2 separate regions of the Zea mays genome follow, and region 2 is linked to region 1. Evidence: chromatin contacts called from public Hi-C data. All regions are on one chromosome and are shown on one strand. The core of a region is the stretch at or near the end of the contact, and the rest is flanking DNA. Distances in the headings are between cores, read along the strand shown. Region 1 has its middle 25 kb from the start of LOC100284930. Region 2 holds the start of LOC103629464 (probable beta-1,3-galactosyltransferase 14).

Evidence for each region. A called contact is a pair of places that touch in the nucleus more often than the background predicts.
Region 2: a contact with region 1 is called in a Hi-C map of ear, with 2.1 times the contacts expected there. The contact joins the promoter of LOC103629464 here to the enhancer-like site in region 1. A contact is called at or near these places in 2 of 25 Hi-C or Micro-C datasets (ear and tassel).

The regions. Positions count from the first base shown.
Region 1 is chr6:79,407,185-79,413,313 of Zm-B73-REFERENCE-NAM-5.0, forward strand. No RefSeq gene overlaps it. Among protein-coding and RNA genes, the nearest start is that of LOC100284930, 25 kb to the right of the region's middle. Within about 2 kb of position 2,502, at least 13 of the 20 cell types and tissues checked have an H3K27ac peak or open chromatin away from gene starts, as enhancers often do. A contact at or near this core is called in ear and tassel, where this site is marked.
Region 2 is chr6:79,503,831-79,509,887 of Zm-B73-REFERENCE-NAM-5.0, forward strand. It overlaps LOC103629464 (probable beta-1,3-galactosyltransferase 14), which reads left to right and starts at 4,113. Exons shown (of 1, transcript XM_008650579.4): 1 at 4,113-5,054. The coding sequence starts at 4,465. The coding sequence ends at 4,893.

The DNA.
Region 1 (6,129 bases), core at 1,252-3,751:
GCGTAGGGGAGAGGCGCGGCGGCGCGGGGTGAGGCGGCGAGGGGCGCGGGGTGGCGCGGTAGAGAGAGTGACAGAGAGTGAGAGGGGAGGAAGAAGGAGAAAGGATCCCTGGCGGCTGGTATATTTTTAATCTTTGTCGAGTGCCCGCGATCTAGCACTCGGCAAAGTTTTTTAATTTTAAAATATTCTTTGCCGAGTGCCAGATCGCAGGCACTCGGCGAAGACATCTTTGCCGAGTGTTAACTGATAGACACTCGGCAAAGATGTGTTCTAGATTCTTTACTGAATGTCCACAGAAGGCACTCGGTAAAGACCCTCTTTGTCGAGTGCCATATAGTTGGCACTCGGCAAAGAAAGTCTTTACCGAGTGCCTTCTGTGGACACTCGGCAAATCATATTTTTGTTTGTTTTATTTTAGCCACCAAACTTTTTATGGTAGGTTCCTACACTAAGTAGACCTTCATGTACCATTTTGGGACAATTATAACATTGTTTTCAATAGCTAGTAGAATTAGTTCGTTTATTTGAATTTCTTCGGAAAATTTAGTTTTGAACTGCAAGTTACTAGAAACTTGGAGAATTGTGCATGCAAAAATAATACACATGTTATTTAGCACACGTTACGACCGATTCCAGGAGCGGACCGGAAACTTCGAGCAATATGCTCACTAAACATGGCCGTGAACTTGTCATCCACATGTTTAAAAATGTATAAAACACAAACAAAGTCAGAAAATCATGAAACTTGTCCACGTGTCATGATATCATATGTAGAGGTTGTGATAAAAATCTGAAAAGGTTTCGAGAAAACTGTGACGCACTATGTGTAGAAACCTAAGAGATCCACACATGAAATCATAGAGTTTCAATGTGTACTAACGATTGAAAACTCTGTTATAATTGTCCACAAATGATACATGTAGGTCTACATAGTGTAAGAACATAACACAAAAAGTTTGGTGGACAAAATCTAAAAAATAAAAATATGATTTGCCGAGTGTCCAGAGAAGACACTCGGTAAAGAGTTCTTTGCCGGGTGCCAAATATTTGGCACTCGGCAAAGAAGCCTCTTTGCCGAGTACCGACCCTCGGCAAAGGCTGACGGCCGTCAGCTATAGGACGACCGCTGACGGTCCTTTGCCGAGCGCCACCTTTGCCGAGTGTTTAACACTCGGCAAACATGTCTTTGCCGAGAGTTTTTCTGTGTCGAGTGTCCTGCACTCGGTAAACAAGCTCGTTATCGAGAGCAGGACTTCACCAAGTGCGGCTCTCAGCAAAGCCTCTTTTGCCGAGTGCCCGATAAAAGGCACTCGGCAAAGAATCCAGCACTCGGCAAAACCGGCGATTCCGATAGTGTTCCCAACCTCATCCTTGCCCGTGAGCACAGGATCTAGAGATCTTTAACGTTTGGCAAAAAAAAAGGCGCGGACATATGTTTCTCCAATGCATATGCGCACGAACCAAAAATTAACAACCTTGAACCTTGAACTCCCAATATGATTCTGAGATCAAGCGCAAATCATGGGAAATAAAAGCATTAAGTTACGCGTGGATCATGGTTGGCATGCGCATGCATGGATGTCTCTGACCACACGCACATGATATGAACCAATCATTGAAGGAACTAACCGCGTGCTGTGCTCCGTGCAGCGCTGCAGTGTTCGCTCCTCCTCGCTGGGGGGAGCCACAGCCAGCGGCAGCACGTACGACGACTGGATAGATCTATCTACAAGTTATTGGTGGTCAAGGACTGATGAAGGTGTGCAGATCATAGCTGCTGGTTATTCATAGCATGCATGTCGTCATGAGCAAAACTGTCCACACCATGATCGATAAGCTGTTGTTCAACGACCATGCATGCAAATTCGCATTAGAGTATATATGATACTAGGTAGCCAACGGCTAATAAGAGCAGCTAGTGTTGCTGGCTGGCTAGCTAGCTACTACCTCCGTTCACAAATATATTACACCGTTGGTTTTTTTTCAAAAATTTGGACCACTCGTATTATTCAAAATATTATTAAAAATGTAAAATTTTAGGTCAAATATAAACTACTTTAAGTAATAAAATAAATCATAAAAAATTAAATCATAACTCATTATTTTTAAATAAAATAAATGATTAAAGTTTTTTTAAAAAAATTAATGGTGTCATATATTTATGGACGTACGGAGGGAATATTTCATACGCATGCATGACCCTGCATGCATCATGCATATATGATCTATCTGTTCGAGCAAATTATTTGGCCTAACCAACTGACTAGTAGCATTATGACGTGTGTTGGCTGCCACTTGCAAATAGTTGGACGCGAGGGAGCTGCTGGCTGCTGCACGAGATGTCAGCGACTGTCATAGTACTACTACTATTTTCTTTAGATTGGTCATCAAATGATGGGCCGGTCGTGATGGTGCTCCAGTGGAGTGGGAAGGAGGTGTGGGATGGCGCGGCCGTACACCCGTCCAAGCTGGCGTGCCTCGGGATTCCCCGGCGCCCGCATGTGCACGCCACACCGGCCGGGGCACATCGAGCTGCATGCATGCATGCATTCTGCCTGCGACGACAGTACAGTACATGTATGCCTCACTTGCGCATTTATTACACTGTAAAGTATAGGGTAGGTCGTACTCGCTACTCCTATGTACATGGCTGCAACCTCACTCGCAGACTTGCATGTTCGCTAGGTCGTCGTGCCCCCTTCCTCCACCATCATACTTACATATTACACAACATGGCTTGTACATGAAAAAGAAACACTACTTGACTCGCCATCTTTATCGAGTGTTTGGAGAACTCGACAAAGTCTTTTTTATACTCAATAAAGGTTTTACTATGTGTTACACTCGGTAATTAAAGAGCTCTCGATAAAAAATATCAGTAAAGACCTTTTTTATCGAACACTCGTCAAAGACTTGAATTTTCCTAATTTTGATTTGGCACTCAGCAAAGAAAAGTTACCATAACGACAGACATAGCATTAACAACGACTTTGCCTAGTGTTGTACTCGGCGAAGTCTTATGTCGTTGCCTAGTGTTGCATTATTAGGCAAAGTATTGTGCCTTTGCTAAGTACGTGTCACGGTCAAGGCATTTGATAAACCTTGTACCTTTTTTTTGTTTTCTTATTTTCTGGTTAATATTTCTGTATCAAGTGTTATATTGTGGCACTCGGCAAAGAAGTATTTTGCCTAGTGCCATTTTCTAACACTAGACAATGTTTTTAAGTTTTTTTGTCGTGTCCCCAAACCTTTTCTGTTGTGTTTCTATAGTAACCGGAATTACATGTTCGATTTTGGCACGTTTTTTTAAAATATTTGCTATATTTTATTCATGTTGTTAAGTATACTATTGAGGTCGTATCAAGAACATACTGGAATTTTGAACATTCTGTTCACAAAACATGACCACGGACTTGTAGTCCAGTTGTTTTTGAATCATATAAAAATAAATAAATTTAGAAAATCATGAAACTTATCGAGCATGATATCGTCGTACGTACAGTGGTTACTACCTTGTCGGCCTCCACATAAAATCATGGAACTTTTTTGAGGATTCTTCGGTTTATAAACATCATATATATGTCACAGCTTTCACGAAATTTTATCAACTTTTTATCACAGCCTCTCCTCCAACCTCGTCAAATAGCCATTTCTAACCCTTTCTCGTTATTCTTAATAATCACCAGCACAAGCATAAAACGACGCCGACGCCGAGCAACCATTGATATGATAGAGGAAGGGGGAAATCACAAACAAATTAAATACTCCAGCTAGATAGCGTGTACGTCCTTGGCTGTCGCTCTGGAGTACCCATATGCTCTGCTCTGTACTGCCCCCGGCCGTCCTCTCCAGATCTGGATTACATTAATTAATTAATGGATCGGAGGCTGGCCAGTCCTCCAATCAATGATGGTATGGTCCGCCCGTAGACCACATAGTATTTCCTTTTGAGATTCCTAGATAATATAATTGAGCCATCAAATTGCTGCAGGAAAAAGAGAATCATTCACTTGGTACGTACTAAATTCATCACCAATGATGATATGTGTTCCATGTACACTGCTGGCACAATATATGTATGTATATTATAATAATGTTTATATTTGTACCCTGCTTTGAAATAATATACATAAAAAGTTGCACCTAGTTGTGATATGATTAAACCGTCACACAGGTGGTAGGCTTTTGATTATTGGCGCGCGCGGCATATGATTAACGTACTGGCCGGCCAGTCTTGCATGCCAGGCAGCCCCGGAACCGCGCATGTGATGTGAGCCCTCTCTGCTGATGAAGAGCTCAGACAGAGCTCGTAAGGATTCCATCGTTAGGGCTACGACTGACAGTTAGTCATCGTGGACCCACCACTAGCTCGCTAATCAGCTTTCCGGTCCTGAGCTAGCTGGTGTAACTTAACTACCCCATGCATGGAATCGAGATCCATCTATCACATCGTCGGATAATGCATTTGCATGCATGTGCCCACGCAGGCATGCACGTACGCGTACGTGGTGTGTGTGCTTGCCTTTAGCTGCATCATCATCCCCACAGCATGGCTTTGTCGGGCACTGACTGTGCACTACCTAATTAAATATACACACATATATATAGCCCTAGCTCATTGATTAACTACTATATAGGCCCATCATATTAGGCTACTAAGTACATACTCATTGTTAATCAGCATCTAGCTAGTAGAGCGCTTATGATGATTAATTAGTTTAGTTAGTTTGGGAGAGCACTACTCTTTGTCTACACCTCATCATCGCAGGGTACGTACGTACGTACTACTACTACCTCATTAACGACTAACGGAAGAATAAGAATATGGAATCTCATGCGATTATATTCCAATTGTGGGATTATTGGAGTTGATTAATGAAGGGCTAGTAATGGACCACCACTTCGTTGTCAATTGTCATGGTGCCGTAAGCTTCATTTGATTCTTCTGTTGCTTATTATATGTACGTACGTGCTAACCTCAAAACAAAAGGTAAAGATGTGATGATCGAGATTAAAAACATGATGTAGATTTGTCAATCTATGCATGTATGTGATCTGAGAAGGGTGGCCTCCACATATAAGAGTTGATCTATGAACAATATTATTAACTTATATAAGACCCATATGCGTCAAAAGAAAGATTACATCAGATACATAAAACATTAAAGTTTCAGCAGATCTGGTGCATTAGTAGAAAAGAGCTCTAAACTGGTGATACATGTTGAGCACCAAAATAAGCGGGCGAACGGTCCGGCCCTGAGGCCGGACGGTCCGCGCTGATGGTGCGGACGGTACGCACGTGCGCAGAACTGATTAGGGTTCCAAGTTTGTACTACAGTTGTTAGCTAAATTCGCGGAAATAGCCCGGGAGATTAGTTTGTAAAGGGTCCAGCCCCCCTCCTCTATAAATATAAAGGATTTCAGCCGATTAAGGATCAACAATCGAATAAATAATTAGTTTATCTCTCGTTTTTTCCTTAGGCATTAGGAGTAGTTCTAGGTTAGTTCTAGTTTAGCCTCTCAATCCCCAAATTCTCCGCTTCTCCTCGGCTCTACGTCGATCAGAGGAGTCTAGGTCGTCCTGCCGAGCCTAGACAATACCTAGGATCTATCCTCCCCGACGGGGTCCCTCCCGAGAGCGAGATCCAGGCGGCGCTGGTGAACTCCACCGCCCCTGCGCAAGCGCGGACCGTCCGGCCCTAGGGCGCTTACCGTCCGGCACGTCAGGCAAAGAACCTAAGCCCTGCGCCAGGTCGAGGACCATACGACCCCTGGTCGTGGACCATCCACGCCTATGCAGAGAGCAGCACCGCCGGTTCTCATTATAGTGATTGGCGTCCAAAAGGGTGTCAACACACTTTATGGTGACTCCGTTGGGGACAACACATATAGACCCATCCTCAATGGCCGGTTTGAGGGATAACTCTGAAGTCTCCCCCAGCAATATTATAGAGCCAACTTGGGAAACCTTGTCGGCTGACGAACAGCTCCATTTCAAGGAGCACAAGGAACAACTAATCCAAGATGCAAAGGCGAAGTTCCTGGCCAACTTCAATGTGGACAGGAACAACAAAGTCGTTCGGTAACGGGCGACAGATCTGGCTACGTTCCGACCTACCACGACTACCC
Region 2 (6,057 bases), core at 2,863-5,362, 98 kb after region 1:
AAGGTATCAATGTAATATAAACCTTGTTAATATTCATGTGTATATTATGAAATATAAACGAATGAATTAATGAACTATATTCTTCGTATTTATATGTCCTTATTTGCCCATGAAATGATGAAAGCATGTCCTTCACGACCTTCGTCCGATGATCATTAAATCCGAGAGGAGGCAATGCTTCGGAGGACGAAGGTCCTTAATACTTAACAATTGTGTTGCCTTGTTCTTGATTCACAACATTTGAGAACAAGTGACCAACAGTACATATACCACCTCCACAACGAAGTGCAATGGGTCATCTCCGAAAAATAGGGATATATGTTGGATATGAGAGTGCATCAATAATTAGACACCTTGACCCAATGAGCGGAGAATTTCATACGATCCAATTCTCTGACTATATTTTCGACGAGGATAATTTCCTATCATTAGGGGGAGCAAAAGAACCTTTGGATGAGAAATGCCAAGAAATTATATGGCCTCCACAGGAATCCCCGCTCATGACCCTCGCACCAAAGAAGCAAATCTAGAAGTCCAGAAGATAATCGATTTGCAAAATTTAGCAAATGAACTGTCTGATCATTTTTGTGATTTGAGAGCGTGATTAAGTCGCATGTTCCCGCACGGAATGCACTAGAGAGGGTTGAAATACCAAAGAAAATTGAAGGTATACCTGATCCTGTTAAGAGGCCTCATAACAAAAGGACAGGAACTCTGGCTTCTCAAACCCCAAGTACTCGGAGACGTCTTGGGAAAAGAGGGCGAGAGAACTTACCATAGCCGATCACGAAAATGGCCCAAAGAAAGAAGGGGAGCCAGAAGAGACCTGGCACCGGGAAGGAACATATGAAGAAAAGTATTCCGGGATTGAACCTTCCAGTAGAAGAAATCGCCATCCCAAACATGTGCGCGCACAAAGGCGTTGGAAAACTAAAGGAACTTGCTCCCGCAACAAGTAGTAACGAAACACACAAGAAGAAATGCAAGAAGCATCCCATGATGAAATGGCCATAAACTATGTATTAACTAGAGAATGCATGAACAGAGCAACAACCAATATAGACATATATTTTGCAAAGAAAGTAGCCTCAATCATGGATCATGACCCAGAACCGGCATCTCTCACAGAATGCAAGAAAAGACCAGATTCAGAAGAATGGAAAAAGGAAATTACCGCGGAATTAATTTCTCTAGACAAAAGAGAGGTGGTTGGGCCCGTAAGCTGCACACCACCCCCATACACCCTGTAGGTTATAAGTGGGTGTTTGTACGAAAGAGAAATAAAAATAATGAAATATCAAGGTACAAAGAAAGGCTAGTCGTTCAAGGTTTCACTCAACGTCCTGGAGTTGATTATGAAGAAACTTACTCTCTATTCATGGGAGGAATTACCTTTAGTTATTTGATCTCGTTGGTAGTGAACTTAAATTTAAAAATAAAACCAATGGATGTTGTAACAGCTTATCTCTATAGAAACCTGGATACAAACATCTATATGAAAATACCGGAAGGTATCCCAGTCCCAAATCGAGATGAGAAAAATAGAGCATTATCAGTATTAAGCTTAAGAAATCACTGTATGGATTGAAACAATCAAGAAAAATATGATATAATTGCTTGAGTGACTTTCTAAGCAAGAGACATGATCCATATACCTGAAGACATAGTTTATATCTATAAATAGAGATAGGTTCTCATATCATGTACTTCTTTTATTTTATTCTTATTTTACTTAGTTAAGGAATCCTTTACTACACTTGATAGCTAGGGATCTTTATATCCACGAGGGCGGCACATGGGGAGTAGTCGGGTTCCCGGGGTGCCTCGTACTGGTGGGCCCGAAGCCCAGGGTGCGTCGTGGGAGGACGGGATCCAGACTCAGCTTCGACGCCGAGGACCAGACCGTCGCATGATTGGTTCGCGCCACACGTGACCTCCAGCTGGAGCTGCCCTCCCTTGCCAGTGAGTGTGGCGTGCCCGTGTAATAGCTAACCAACAATGACATTTGGTATCATTATTTTATATCATATAAATTTGGTTAAACAATTTGTCCATTCGCAACGGTCACGTACGTCTCAGCTAAGATATATATCTATGATAAAAAAACCAGCAGATTCATACTTCGGTAGCTTAGCCTGTGTGTGACAAGTGGCGTCTAAAAAACTGATCCTACCCCTAAACAAAAACAGCGGACCAAAATGAAGAGACACTTGACCCGACAACAATATCTAGGGGACTTGAATGTCACTCTAGATAAAAGATGGGCATGTACAGTGGTGTTTAATGTGAAGGCTCTTAAGGTGTTTAAGGGGGTTATTTGCAAAAAAAATCTTAGAGCCGTCTCTCCGTGAAGAGACGCCTCTGGCTCGTAAACCAAGTAGCAACAGACGCCTCACTTCCCACTGTACGAATTTGTCGTCTGTTCTATCGATCTGATGCTATACAAATACATTTAATTCTGTATTTATTAATAGACTACGTTTATAGACACTTCATTGTACAATAGAGTCTCTTAATTGTCTCCTGTATTTGGAGAATCGTTTTGGTGTCTCTCCACTGTACATGCCCTTACTAGTACGCCATTATTCAAACACAACCCCACCCCCTCCTCCTGCATCTACCACGAGCCACGGCCCGTTACACAGCCAGAAACCGATGTGCCATAAAAGCCACCCATTACTAGCTGATAACACTGGAAACAAACGACCATTACTTCAGGCAAAATGTGCAACCGTTAGTAAAGAATATTCGAACCAAGGTCCGATCTACCACGAGCCACGACCCAACCGGCAGTGCGTGCGTGTGGCAGTCCTTCGTTCTTTTCTCAACTTCTCAATAGATATACTAATGGTTCATCTATTTAAGTTAATTGATTTATCTCTTTAACTTACAGTATAATACTAAATTATTAGTATACCGAAGCATTGAAGTGACCCTTTAACATTGACTATTATTAAATATTAATTTTGGTTAGACCCACATTAATCCAACACCTAATCTATTATTGAGAGGGAGAGAAATTAAATTAGACGAACAAATTAGAGCTCGGATCAGCTCTCAATCATCGAGCGCATCAATGCAAGGTTCCCATGCACGGGAGTGAACCAACACGGATGGAGGTCCTAGGAGGCAGGCATGGGTCCGCCCAATAATTCCTCCAGACCTGGGAGGGCCGGAGGGGAGGAGATGAAAGAAATGGCGTGGAAATGAAATGGAATAGAGCTCGACGAGCCAGTTTAGGTTCAGCTCGGTGTTTAGAACGAGTCCGAGCTAACTTATTTTTTTGACTCAAGGAAAGAGCGAGTGGATTATGGCTCGATCCAATAATAATTTGTTACATAAAATTATAATTAACATATATTATTGATGCTAGAGAAGCGAGCCAAACTTACTCAGCTCGTTTCCGCACCTAAAATGTAATAGAAATATACTACTGCATAGTGCATGCAGTATACTTCCTCCAGTATTAAAAAATAAATCGTTTTAAACAAGCTTTGAGTCAAACGTATAAATCTTTGTTTATTAATATTAGCTTTGTTACTAATTTTGAAATTTAATAGTCATATGTATAGATTTATCTTAAAAAGTACTTTTGTAGAATTATAAATATATCAAGAATTTATTTATATTTTAATAAAAGAATATTAGTTAAAGTTATATTTTAGAGATAATATCGCTGTTTTAAACTACTTGTATTTTGATTGATAATGGATGAGGAATAGAAGGAGTAGTTTGTCTCGAGCAGCGTCGCGGCAGGATTGATGAGAATGAAGCAATGGCCGCGGCGGGTACTCTGTGTGTGTCAGGAAAAGCGGCGGCAAAGCGAGGCGCACGGCCAGACTGGTGGGCCATCCCTGTCTTCCTCCTCCTCTCTCACTTCGCTCGCGTGGGCCCTTCCCCATGGGAGGTTGGGAGAGGAGCCGTGGGCCCCGGCCGGCCGTGCACTTTTGTTTGGTTCCGAGTTCCGACTCGCCGGCTCGGTCGCTTTATTGCTAGTTGCCAGGCTGATGAAGAGCGAACTGGGCAGCATCAGCATTCATGCGTGCAGCGCAGAGGCAGAGCGGGAGAGGATCGGAGCTCGTTCGGGCCCGTTGTTGCATGCCCTTCGTTAGACTGTCTTCAACGGTTGTCGCGAGCGTCCTCCTCCTTTATTACTGTAGATCTTTTAGCAGATACAGTAGACCCCTATCTACTGCAACAGCGCCCCCTCTCCTCTCCTCTATCCAGCAGCAGCACTCCCTCTCACGCCAGATGAAGGGGAACGCTACCCGACGTTGTTCGTTGGCTTCTTCCCTGCGCGCCGGCGTCCGGAACCTTCCCGTTCGGCGACGACAGTTTCAAAAGGACAAAACGGGGAAAGCGGGTGGCCGTAGGATGCACGAGACGCTGATTTCACCCTCCCAGTCGTGACGGCAACACGCGCGGGGAGGACCAGCCGGTCGGCCCGCCCGCCCGCCCCCCGCCATGCTGGGATCGCCCAAGGTCTTCTTCGCCTCCTCCACCTCGCGTCGCTCTAGGTCGCTGCGCCGGCTGCTCTCGATGCCGGCCTTCTCCGCGGCCTGCCTCCTCTTCGGCCTCGCCGGCTTCCTCGCCACCGTGCTCGCCCTCTCGCGCTCCCCGTCCGTCACTCACAGCCGCTGCCCCGATTCCTCGCGCCCGCTCTCCGTCTCAATCGCGTGGGACCGCAGCCCAGGGGATGGCTCCGCATCGGGCTCCGCGGAGCTCCCGGCCTCGCTCGCCACTGGATCGCGCGGCCGCCACAAGGTCATGGCCTTCGTCGGGATCTTCACCGGGTTCGGCTCCATCGGCCGCCGCCGCGCGCTGCGCCAGACATGGCTACCCGCGGATCGCCAGGGTCTACTTCGGGCAGTCGCTGGTATCACGGCTTGTTAGTTCGTTTTTGCTTGTGCCGGTCAAGATCTAGCTGGACTTTTAGAGTTCGAACTGTCGATGTATTTCGTTGCTTCTAGCCTACTGCTCCTCTCATAGTAGTAGTATAATATATGGTGAGACTGGTTGCAAACTTAATATGGGAGTTGGTTTGATATTTCTTATATCTAGATGTTCAATATTCTGCCAACCTGTTTTCAGAGATCGCATCTCCAAAATAACAAATACCGATGATCTACCTCTAAATGAATTACTGTATTGGTCAATGTGGATAAAACATATAATTCCAACGATTTTTGACTAACGTATTTATACTAATTATGAAGTTTGCTAATTAATTGTGTACTAAGTTACGGACGCACACTGTTCATAGACCAAATAAAAATAAAACAAATATTAGATAGTTGAGTTAGTTGATGATGAAAGTATAAAATATTGGTGTGGTGGGATATAGAGGTTTGATATAGGGGGAACCGCTGTAGAGCATGGAGATATAGGAGGAAAAAGAACGTTAACGTGACACATGAGTGGGATATAAGAGGAGAATTTAGGAGAAACAGTTGAACACAGTCTAGCCACCCCTGCACGCGGCGCCACTCTGAACTTGCCCTCCTCCGATCGACCCTCCTGTAGTTAGTGCACGTAAGTACGCAAAGTAGTATGTCCGCTAGTTATTTTTAAATTAAAACGTAACAAATAAAAAAAGAATAAATTGAGTATATAGGACAAAAATATAACTTTATCGATTAAATACTATTGATTAGTGATTACAACCGCTAAAGATCAGTTTCTTATCGATGTCGAATTTTTTTTAAATAATGTACAATCAACAATAAATGATATGTATCTTAAAGGATATCTAATAGGATAAATGCAAAAAATATAAGATACTTATTTTGGTCAATATACGTTCAACATAAATAAGCGTGTCTCGTAGGTTTCTAGCTAATAAAATACAATGCTTAAATGTATTAAATTGTATGGACTAGTTCCTTTACAATATGATTGGTTGGGTGGCCAAATGTGGCCTGAGTGGTGTGAGCATGGCTCGCTGGAAATGTAACAATCATGCGTACCTACGCATGCAACCTGGAGAATTGATTTTGGCAAACGCTGCAGCTGCGGGTGCAGGCTTAACGTCGCATGCGCAGGCAAGCAAACAGGAGT